2 separate regions of the Sus scrofa genome follow, and region 1 is linked to region 2. Evidence: chromatin contacts called from public Hi-C data. All regions are on one chromosome and are shown on one strand. Each heading gives the region's core, a stretch centred on a gene start, on an enhancer-like site or on the middle of the called end of the contact. The rest is flanking DNA. Distances are from core to core; before and after follow the strand shown.

Region 1 (5,739 bases), core at 1,730-4,229, 250 kb after region 2:
TAGAAAGAGTAACCAAGGAAGTTCCTGCTGAGGAAACATTTGTATAAAGACCAGGGGAAGGAGGGAAGCCATTTGAGGGAAAAGCATTCTGGAGAGAGGGAAGAGCAAGTGCAAAGGTCCTGAGGCAGGATTATGCCTGATATACTCAATGAATATTGAGGAGGTCAAATCGGCTAGTGCAGTCAGATCAGGTAGGACCTGTGAGAAGCTTTTCACTATTCTCAACTGAAAATATGATTCAGAAATTTTCCTGCTTGAATTTTTTAAAAGTTTTCATCTAAGTGCAGTAGGAAGCCATTGGAAAATTTTGAGCAGGGAAGTGGCATGATATGCTCTCCAGTTTAGATTACTTTGGCAGTTCGCTTGTGGCAAAGTGGGTTAAGGAGCCAGTGTTGTCACTGCTGTGGCTCAGGTCCTTCTACATGCTGTGGGCATGGCCAAATTAAATAAAGATCACTTTGGCCGTTCTATTGAAAATACACTCTTGGGAGGCAAAGTTAGGAGAAACAATTAGGAGGTTATTGCAGTAAGCCAGGTGATAGGTAAAACTGGCTTGACAAGTTTGGTAGCAGTGGAAATAGTGAGAATTGGTCAGATTCTGACAGATTGGAGATGGGTATGATGAAAGAGAAATGAAGGAGTCAAAATGACAACGCGATTTTTGGCTTAAAGACCTGGCAGAAAGGAATTGTTTACTGAACGAGTGGGAACTGTGGCGTATTTGGGGAGCAGAGGATATTAGAAGCTGAGTTTTGGACTTGTGAAGTGTGCTATGCCTCATTGAAATCCACATGGAGGTGTGGAATAAGGAGGGATATTTATCGTATTCTGGAGTCCAGGGGAAAGTGGGTTGGAGTTATAATTTGGGAGTTATCAATGTGTAATTTTCATGTTCACTCTTGGCGTAGGAGTGCAGTCATTTAATAAACGTACATTATTGAGCTGAGCACCTGCTCGGCATGAGGCAAAATGCACAGGTTTTAGCCTTGGGTAGTTGATGGGAAAGGGTGTCATTTATTCATAGAGACGGGAGACACAAGAAGAAGTGCATTTCTCGGAGGAGGTGATTGCATTCGCGTTGGATGTGCTGCACTTGCGGTGTCTATGGCGGTGTCCGGGAAAGAGTAGGCTTTACGGGGTCTGGAGTTCAGCGAGGACAGGTCGGGACTGGAGATTTGGCATGTCGTTGACAACTGAAGCCACAGGAGGGACTGAAATAGGCCAGGGGTAGCATGAGTCTCTCGGCTGCCGGGAACAGGGATGACACACACCTTCCCACATACATTTTTTTCTATTTCCCTTAAGGGCTTGCCGTCATCACACAGAACACGCTAAAAATCGACGGCTACCAAAGAATACTTTTTTATTACCCACAGCTCCTCCCCTCTCCCCGGGATTGCGTAGAGAGAGGCTAAAAGCCCCACTTCCACCGGGGTGGGCCTCCATGGCGATGACGTCACCGTGGGGCGGGGTATATGGCGGCCCCGCCCCCGGCGCCAGGAGGCCTTGCGAAGGGTCAGACGCAACCCAGCGGCTGCCACCCAGCCCCAGGGCACTTCCTTCGTCCTGCCAGCAGGCATCAGGCCAGCTGGAGCAGGCGGCGCTCGGCCAACAAGCCCTGGGTACGGTTGTAGACGTCCTCCAGAGTGCCCGCGGCCTGGGCCAGCGCAGCCCGCGCCTCTGCCTCTTTGACCCCCGGACACGCCAGCTCGAGCAAGCGGCCGCGACCCGGGAAGGCGAGGAATGCGAGGTGGGCGGCCTGACGGACCAGCCAGGGGTGGTGCGGGGCCAGGGCCGTGCTGTAGGCGTCGCTGCACTGGGCGCCGGCGTCCGGGCCTCCGGGCGGCCCGGTTGCCACCCGGTGGAGGCAGAGCTGGGACCAACGTAGCGCACGGTGCAGCAAGAGCATGGTTAGTGAACCCGGGTTCCGGGTCGAGTGCCGAGGGGCTACCCCGGGCCTCTCCCACGCCACCATGGTCGCCAGCGACGTGTAGTGAGCGGCCTCTGGACCGTGCACCAGAGCCTCGAGGACTGTCACTTTGGCGAAGGCCTCGCTTGTGGCGAAAGAGAAGATGGAGCCGAGGGGAGTTAGGAACCTGTATGTGTTCGATGGTGGGAAGGTTTGAGAGAGGGCGATGGTTCAAAAAGAGGCGGGGTCTGGATGGGGTAGGGAGACAACGAGCACTCACCTGACTAGCTCTCTCCACCCTGCCAGGTACTGCGACAACTCCACATCCCCTTTGGGGTTCAGACTGGCGCGGAACGGCCTCATTATGCGGCCCAGCATCCCGTGGGGGCTCAGACACTGAGGCTCTTCCCGTTCCAGTCCCTCCAGGGATCCTGACTGTTGCTGGGCCTGGGGGTTAGATATGAGGTGGGGGGTGGGGGTGGGGGGGAGTGCAGAGCCCCTAGCTTGCAGGGTTCACCACGCCTCGCATTTGGGCTCTGAAGAAATTATTGCTAAGGTCTAGCCAGTGTCCCTCCTGCTGTAACTCTCAGCTTCTAATTGGAGACGGGAGAGAAGGAGGATCCACCTTTCATCAGATCCTCGGCCTGGTCCACTTTCCCTGCTCAGGGTCCTACCTGGAACTCCTAGTCCCAGCCCTGCCCAGAGAGTACCTGGAAAGGTGGCAGTCCTTTGGCAATGCAGGACTGGGTCCCGGATCGGCAGCCTGAGAGGGCGCCTGGAGGAGGTGAGACAGAGCAGTGAGGGCCTTAGGTTCTGAGGGCCTGGAGTCCCGGATTCCTCCTGGAGCAGGTGAGGGAAGGGGCCACTCACGAAGGCTCTGAGCCCAGAGATAAAGAAGCAGTAGCGTGAAGATAATGAGAGGGATTGCACTGCGCCTCCAGCACCGAGGGACCCGCCGAGACAGTGAGGTGACCCCCATGGCTGCTTCAGGGACCACTGCCCTTGCCAGCCCCTGGCTAGTCCTTGTCCCTCCGCCTTCAGGAGAGGAGAGAAGACTGTGGTGCTCTGAGGTGCAAAGTGTTAATAATTAATCTAGTAAGGCCCCCTCCCCTGTGCCCTTTGCCCCAAAGGGCAGCATCTGAGGGGTGAGGGACTGGATGAAGAGGATTTGGGGTATTTAGTAGCAGTGACACGTCTCTACATTTCCCTTCCCTGAATGGCCAGGTTGTAGTGAGACGCAGCCTGGGTATTGTGAAGAGAGGCTGAAGTCAGAACCAGTTCCCCCAATGAGCAATGGTGTGAGCCCTAGGTTGACTCTGTGCTTGAATTCCCTCCACAGTAAATTGAAGGTAATAATAGGTTATTTTGCAAACTTCATGTGAGGATTAAATGCTATTATACGTGCAAACCTTGTAAATGGAAAAGCTTACCACAATTGCTCCATAAATCTTATCTATTAAGTTCAAGCATGGGGCACCTGGGATCCACGGAACACCCACTTCTAAGTTCTCTATCCTATCCCCATGGAATCTTAACTTGATCTGGATGCATGATGTCTTAATCATATACTTTAGGCTGTCTCCTTTTTTTTTTTAATTAAAAAAAATTCTTTTTTGTCTTTTTAGGGCTGCATCTGAGGCATATGGAAGTTCCCAGACCGGCCTACACCACAGCCACAGCAAGGCCAGATCAGAGCCGGGTCTGTGACCTACACCACAGCTCACAGCACTGCTAGATCTGTAACCCACTGAGGGAGGCCAGGGATCGAACCCAAGTCCTCATGGATACTAGTCAGGTTCCTTACTATAGAGCCACAATGGAAACTCCTAGGCTGTCTCCTTTTACATCTTTGAGATTTAATTTTTTTTAAACCTCCAGGTTGATGCCTGAATCATTCATCAAACCAATTTTTATTAACTACTTCCGCATGCCAGGCCTTGTACTAGGCTCCAAGAAGACAAATGTGCCTTCCCAGAGGTCAAGGTCCATTGGGAAATTTACCATCAGTCTGCCCTACTGGAATGTGAGCTCTGATGAAGAAAAGGGCCCTTCTTTTTTTTTTTTTTTTTTTTTTTTTTGTCTTTTTGCTATCTCTTGGGCCGCTCCCGGGGCATATGGAGGTTCCCAGGCTAGGGGTTGAATCGGAGCTGCAGCCACCGGCCTACACCAGAGCCACAGCAACGCGGGATCCGAGCCGCGTCTGCAACCTACACCACAGCTCACGGCAACGCTGGATCGTCAACCCACTGAGTAAGGGCAGGGACCGAACCCGCAACCTCATGGTTCCTAGTCGGATTTGTTAACCACTGTGCCATGATGGGAACTCCCGAAAAGGGGCCCTTCTTGCTACCCTATTTATAGCACTTAGAATATTGCCTGGACCAAAACCCATTATTCCTAAATAAGTATATATGGAATAAACAAAGGAACTTATATGAGGGGCAGGCAAATCAGTGGTGGTACTCTCCATGCAAATTTGAGCCAGTTTGGTTTTTTTTCCCCCCAGATCAGGAGTCCACCTGGTGGTCATAGCGGGAAAAACATTCAGGGGAAGGATAAGGAAGCAAGAGAGGAAACATCTGCTTTCAGCCCCCTGTCCACAAGCTTAGAATTTTCCTGTCTCTGTGCATTTTCTATCTTTTCTTTTCTTTTCTTTTTTGTCTTTTTTAGGGCCACACCCGTGGCATATGGAACCCTCCTCCTGGATGGAGCCCTCCTTCTGGATACTAGTTGGGTTTGTTACCACTAAGCCACAACAGGAACTCCTGTGTACATTTTCTTTTTTTAAAACGTTTTAAAATAAAGTATAGTTGACTTACAATGTTGTGTCAATGCATATATATATTTCTTTTTAGGCCTGTACTTGTGGCATATGGAGGTTTCCAGGCTAGTGGTCAAATCTGAGCTGCAGCTGCCTGCCTACTTCACAGCCACAGCAACAGAGGATCAGAGCCATGTCTACAACCTACACCACAGCTCATGGCAACTCCGGATCCTTAACTCTCTGAGTGAGGCCAGGGATCGAACCTGCATCCTTATGGATCCTCGTTAACCGCTGAGCCACAAAGGGAACTCCCTCAATGTATATTTTCTTTTGAGGGGGAGGGGTGTCCCAGAATCTCAAGGAGTTGGGGCTCCAGTCATTCACAAGATGTTTCCCAGCTGCCACAGGTCATGGATTCTTGCCCTGTCTCACTTTGATGTCCCTCACGTCCTGGAGGTTCCTTGTCTGCTGGGATTCTGGAACCATCACTTCCATCCCTAGCGTGGGTTCCCCATCTCCCAGAGTTGGAATGTTTCCCAGCTTGTTAACTGTGACTTAGGCAAGTCCTTTGCCATTTTGCAGCCCCAGCTCCCTCATCTGCAGGATAGGAAGAATAATTCCCACCTCCTACAATTGTTGTATTGATTAAATAAAACCTGCCTGCAAAACACTACCCATGGAGTTGCCATTGTGGCTCAGCAGGTTAAGAATCCCGCTAGTATCCATGAAGATGCGGGTACGATGCTTGGCCTCACTCAGTGGGTTGAGGATGGGCATTGCTGCAAGTTGTGGCATAGGTTGCAGATGCCACAGGGATCCTGCCGTTACTGTGGCTGTGGCCATAGGCTCCAACTGGACTCCCATATGCCGCAGGTATGGTCCTAAAAATAAAACAAAACCAAGAAAAAAACGCTAGCCACGATTCATGGAGTATACTTTGTAAAGGTTCTGTAGGTTAGTGGTTATTTGAGTCCCTCAGTTCTCGCTGCCCCTCCTCCTCTGGCGCTAGGAGCTTCCGATTCCCTGAGCAGAGAATCCAGTCGGTAGGCTTCCGGAGCGGATTAGT
Region 2 (5,765 bases), core at 803-3,302:
GGGATCCGAGCAGCGTCTGCAACCTACACCACAGCTCTCGGCAGCGCCGGATCATTAACCCACTGAGCAAGGCCAGGGACCGAACCCACAACCTCATGGTTCCTAGTCAGATTCGTTAACCACTGCGCCACAACGGGAACTCCGAGCTTATATACTTGTATTTTGTAAGCCAGCCTGAGTTGTATTCCGTTACTTACAGACAAGAGCATCTTAAAAAAAAAAAAAAAAAAAAAACCTTCCTTAACTTCTGAAAGGTCAGACCCTACCAAGCACTCAACATTTGTAACAACATTTGTAACACTCCTCACCAAAGTCTTCAGCAACAACAGCAGGAAAGAGGCTCTTCCCTGGTCCTCTGAACCAGCACTTCATTCACCTCTTTCTTTGTGCTACAGTTATCATGTCACATCCTGTTCATTGCTCTCCTCGGGCTACAGGATAGAAACCTCACAGGGCTAATTGCCACCCACCCCACCCCCGTCAGGCCCCCAGTCTCCCCATCTTCTGTCCTACCCTCGCCAGTGACTGCTGGAAGCTGCAGTCATGTTTAGGGTCCTGCAGCTCAAATACTTCTCTTTTTTTGCTTTTTAGCGCCCCACTTGAGGCTTATGGAAGTTCCCAGGCTAGGGGTCTAATCGGAGCTGCAGCTGCTGGCCTATGTCAGAGTTACAGCAATACCAGATCCAAGTCGAGTCTGTGACCTACACCACACCCCACTAAGCAAAGTCAGGGATCAAACTTCCGTCCTCATGGGTTTGCTACCACTGAGCCACAACAGGAATTCCCTTATTCTTTTTTTCTGACTGCACCTGCAGCATGCAGAAGTTCCCAGGGTCAGGGATGGAAACTGCACCACATCAGGGACCCAAGCCCCAGCAGTGCCAACACGGGATCCTTAACCTGCTGAGCCACCAGGGAACTCCCAAACACATCTTACTCTTTAAAGCTTCTTTGCCTTTGAGAACAGGTTCCTGCAATACTATTGCCCACCTTGTGCACTTAACAAACATCTACAAGACTCAGCTCAAACATGAAGTGTCTTCCATTCTCCTTCCCTGTCCCCAAGAGTCCAATTTGCAGTAGTTACTTCAATGTACTGTTAGCCTATTTTCATCTCTGCTTCTCCTTCTTTAGACCTTGAGTAAAGATGGTGGTCTATTCACCTTGATAGAATCCCAGTGCCTAGCACATTTTGGATACCTGGTAAATAACTGTTAAATAAGTTGGTGTAAATGTCTTATCTACATAAATCTGTGACATCCTTGAGGACTAACTGGATATTTCATTCATTTTTGTATCTAAAGAGCCTAGAACAGGATCTGACACAGCTGATGTCAATAACTATCTGTAGAAATAAGTTCCTGCTCCCAATCTGGATGACATTTAATTAAAGCACCAGTACCCTCCTTTCGTCTGTCCTCCTCTCCTGGTTCCCACAATCAAGAAGGCTCTATTAACTCTACGCTCAAACCTGTCTCCTTTCTACAGCTAAACCCTCATAGGCCAATATCCCGCATGCCTGCCTTGGCCACAGTCTACCAAGAGGCCTGAAGTTTTTGACACCGCCCGCCATTTCGTCGCTGAAGTTTACTTGGGAATGGACTGTGAAGAAACCACAGCTCCCACGGCCCCCCACGTCGGGACCGAGGAAGGGGGTGTCCCTGCTGCTCCCGCGTCCGCGGCTGACAGGCAGGGAACCAGGGCGGGGACGGGCCCGGGCCCTGCCCAGGGCGTCTGCAGGTGGGGAAATGGAGGGGAGGGGGAGGGGGGACCATAAAGTCCAAGGTCAGAGAGCGAACCGGGTCTGACACCGGCCTAAACGTAGGGTTTTCACGCGGCGCGCGGGCCAGGGGGGTCGGGAGCCCAGTGCCCTCCGGCCCCTGTAGGGACGGAATGAGGTCTCACCGCAGACAGCTACGGCCCCACGCTCGCTCCGCTCGGGCTCCCCGCGCCGCTCTGCCCGCCGGCGCAGAACCACAGCTGTTGTCTTGGTTTCACGGGCGACGGGCATCGGCCACTTCCGGTCCCCGGGCGACATTCCAGCCAATCAGCGCGCGCCGCACTCCAGGGAGGAACAGGTGGTCGGCACGCCCGCTCCTCCTCGCCCTTTTCCAGGCTTCTTTTGCGCCGGTTCTCGCCCTCACTCAAGCCCCGTTTCGCCGCTGCCTGCCACACCAGCTCCCTGGAGTGGCCGTGTGTGCTGGGCGATGACCAGTTAGCCCCAGGATCACTGACGAGCTAGGTCCTCCGAGTTTCCTAGAACGGCTCCAGGGATGCACTTCCGTCCTAAGACTGGCCCCTCTGCGCGCTGCTATCGCTCCCCGAAGCATTGATCTGAGCTTGAGAAACTGGAGGTGGGCTTCGCTTTCTCGCCCGCCGGGCAGAGATCGCGCGACACCCCCTAAACCACCACCTGTAGCCCTTATTTCGTCACTCCCTTCCCTGCGCACCAAGAGCCTGATAAACAGATCCCTACGTCCTAGGACAGGCCCGTCATCTACTGGGGGCGAAGGGAGACCCGCTCTTGAGGTCGGGCAGGACTTTCTGGAGGGAGTGAAGTTTGGGCTGATATCTGAAGGTTGAGCAGAAATTAAGAGTTTAGGCACTGGGAACGGCCTTCCATTCTAGTCTCCGTATTTCTTGAATTTTGAACCTTCGTACTTGTTACTTCCTCTGCCACTCCTGTGCACCGCAAACTTTGTTATTCAGGTCTCGGTTCAAAGGTGACTACGTGGAAGAGGCATTCTATCCTATCTAAAGCCGCCGCAAATTCGGCCGCCCACCCCAAATATCAGGGAAGGCCTGCGATTGGCCTTGTTTAGGTCTGGTGCTCACCCCTGGACCAATCATGGTATTCAGGGTAAAAGGATAGTAGCATTAACCAAATCTGGGTTACCCATCTTCGCCCTTTGTGGGAGGAGGCTTCTGTGTTTGCCTCCCCATAATCCCTGTGGAATAGAGAAGAGAGTGACTGATCACAGAAAGTAATATTACATATATATCCAGTACACAACCTATCAGAAAAGGAAAAAAAGCTTTCACTTGCGTTCACTGGGATGAGGCCCTAGACTATAAGGTCCATCATTGTGGCCATTCTCACACCAATATCCTTAACCCTTTTGCTCTACTGTCTGCAAGTGCGCGGGAAATTTATTAATCCGGATCAGTTAAAATGTTCGGTTTCTTTGCCCAGGCTGCTGACAGCTAGTGGGGAAAATCATGCATTTTGGAAAAGAGCCCCAAAAGAAATTTATGGCCTCCACTTCCCCAGAGGTCTTTCACTTCTGCCCAGAAATCATCTTCTGTTGCCTTAGTCAGCGTTTCTATCATTGCCATGATTGCTTTTTTTTTTTTTTTTTTTAATGGCCACACCTGCAGCATATGGAAGTTCCCAGGCTAGGGGTCAAATCAGAGCTACAGCTGCAGGCCTATGCCACAGCCACTGCACCACCAGATCCAAGCCGCAACCGCAGGTTTCTGCAATGCTAGATCCTGAGCAAGGCCTGGGATCTAACCCACATCCTCTCAGAGACTATGTCAGGTCCTTAACCCACTGAGCCACAATGGGAGTTCCCATGATTGCTACTTCAACCCTATTCATTCGGCTCAAACTTTTGTCCAGGCTATGATCCATCATCACCATCACTGCCAGCTGCATTCACCCCAAGGAAAGATGTCCATACTAAAAAGCCTCCTGCCTCAGACCAAGACTGGGAGACATTTGGTTCTACTGACTTTTATCTAGTGCACCTACATTTAACGGTTGTCTGTCTTAGGGACGGGAGGGGTCTTTAAAAATATTGCTGTCTGGCGCCACCCACATAGATTTTGTTGAAACTGATCTGAGGTATGGTCTGGACTTTATTGTTTCGTTTGTTTTCCAAGCAGTTCTAACATACACCCAGCAAAGTTGAAAACCAATAGCTTAGGTCAATGATTCAAAAAGTGTGGTGTCTGAGAGTCTCCCTGGTGGTCTAGTGGTTAGGATTTGGCACTTTCACCACCGCCGCCCAGTTCAGTCTTTGGTCTGAGAACTGAGATCCCACATCAAGCTGCTGCAGGCCGCTGTGGCCAGAAAAAGAGAAAAAGTGAGGTGTCTGAGTCAGCAGCAAGAGCAGCATGTGGGACGAGGGTTAGAAAGGCAAAGTCTCAGGCTCCCCTCGCAGACCTCCTGAATAAGAAACTCTAGAGTTGGGCTCAGAAATCTGTGTTTTAACAAGCCATTCAGGAGTTCTGATGCACACTAAACTCTGGTCATCACTGGCCCAGGCAGTAACAGTGCTTCATTTAATCAGCCCTTGTACGTGGGTTAAGCAGAAAAAGGCTAAGTCGTACTCTGGGTACTGCCCTGCCCACCACTGCATGGCCAATGTAGGGGCCATTTGCAGCAGTGGGGATTTACTGAGGGAAGGAGACTGAGGCGTACGGCCCCCAAATAGCATTCTCGTGCCCAGTGTGTGTACGGATGTGTATGCCTGGGCAGGGGCTGATGTTTCACGATCTCCCAACATGCCTGGGACTTCCGTCTTGAGTTTTATAGGTAGGTATGAGCAGTTTTGCTGCTCTTGCAAAAAAGAGAGGCTATGACAGATAGGACCATTGGCCACTCCCTTGAATTCACACAGAGACAGGTATGTGGAAAATAAGAGACACACTGCTCCTGTTCACCCTCGTCCCTTCTCTCCATCTGTGGAAGATGTGGGAAGGAGGGCTACACCCCCTCTTATCCTTCACAACCATGTCATCTTTCGGAATAGCTTACAACTCTGCTTTGGACCCAGGGCGGATCATAATGACATTTTCAACTGTCTATAAACCACATTCCAAGCTATTACCAAACTATTAGGAACAGCACTCAGTGTCCCCTCAGACTTAAATAGCTTTGTACGTGTAAGGCATTGTGGGGATTCTGGAAGAAATCACCAAAAGCAGCCACCTTGCACACTGGCCTGTCTTTCAAAAGCCCTAGTCCCTCCGGCGAGTAACCCTGGCCCGGGGTGTGACCTGACACAAGGTCACCAGCTTGGACAGCATTCTCTGTCTGTACATTTCTCTCCCCTTCCCGACTCCCCGCATCTCCTTCGGGATCCTCGGTACCACCTCCCGCCTTGATCCTGCCTCCTCTCCTTTCGACAACGCCAACCTCACCCCCTCCAGACCAAAGTTCCCCCCTCCCCCGCCAGTATACCAAAACACGGGCTGCCTTCATGACTTAACCAGTTCCTATGAACATACCGTTTCCCCCAGATGGACAGTGTTCCTTGAGAGCCAGGACTGCATGACACGACTGAGAGGCACTGGCCATGCCGGGCTCATGACCTGAAATATTCATATGCACATGAAATACTCATATAAAGCACCCAGAGGAACCTGCGTCAGAGCCCAACTAGGCCGTGTTCCCTTGCACCTCCAGCTCTGAAGATGCAGGGAAGTAAAGCAAAAGGGCAACTTCTCTAGAGTTAACAGGTACACCAGGGAGCCCAGAGCAGCCGGTTCTGAGCCCAATCCAGCCAGGTCATGTTATCACTGTGCCAGGACAACAGAGCCTTCTTGGGCAAGTTCCAAACCTAAGAAAGGCCTTCAGGGTCCAGGAAGGACCACTCAGGGTCTCCCTCAGGGGAAACCACAGCCCCTTTCACGTGGGATAAAATGCATCAACAGGAGTTCCCTTTGTGACTGAGCAGGTTAAGAACCCAACTAGTATCCAGTGAGGATGCAGGTTCCATCCCTGGACTTGCTCTGTGGATTAAGGATCTGGCACTGCC

The links. Hi-C and Micro-C count contacts between places; a contact is called where the count stands out from the background.
Region 1: a contact with region 2 is called in a Hi-C map of omental adipose tissue, with 1.8 times the contacts expected there. The contact joins the promoter of GLTPD2 here to the promoter of RABEP1 in region 2. A contact is called at or near these places in 3 of 47 Hi-C or Micro-C datasets (embryonic fibroblasts, epiblast stem cells and omental adipose tissue) and 1 of 2 datasets of contacts at active chromatin or transcription factors (alveolar macrophages).

What each region holds. Positions count from the first base shown.
Region 1 is chr12:52,103,155-52,108,893 of Sscrofa11.1, forward strand. GLTPD2 (glycolipid transfer protein domain-containing protein 2) reads right to left here and starts at 2,980. Exons shown (of 4, transcript XM_003131910.6): 1 at 2,780-2,980; 2 at 2,620-2,684; 3 at 2,190-2,356; 4 at 1,347-2,096. The coding sequence starts at 2,888. The coding sequence ends at 1,580.
Region 2 is chr12:51,856,196-51,861,960 of Sscrofa11.1, forward strand. It overlaps RABEP1 (rab GTPase-binding effector protein 1), which reads right to left and starts at 2,053. Exons shown (of 20, transcript XM_021067732.1): 1 at 1,906-2,053. The coding sequence starts at 2,038.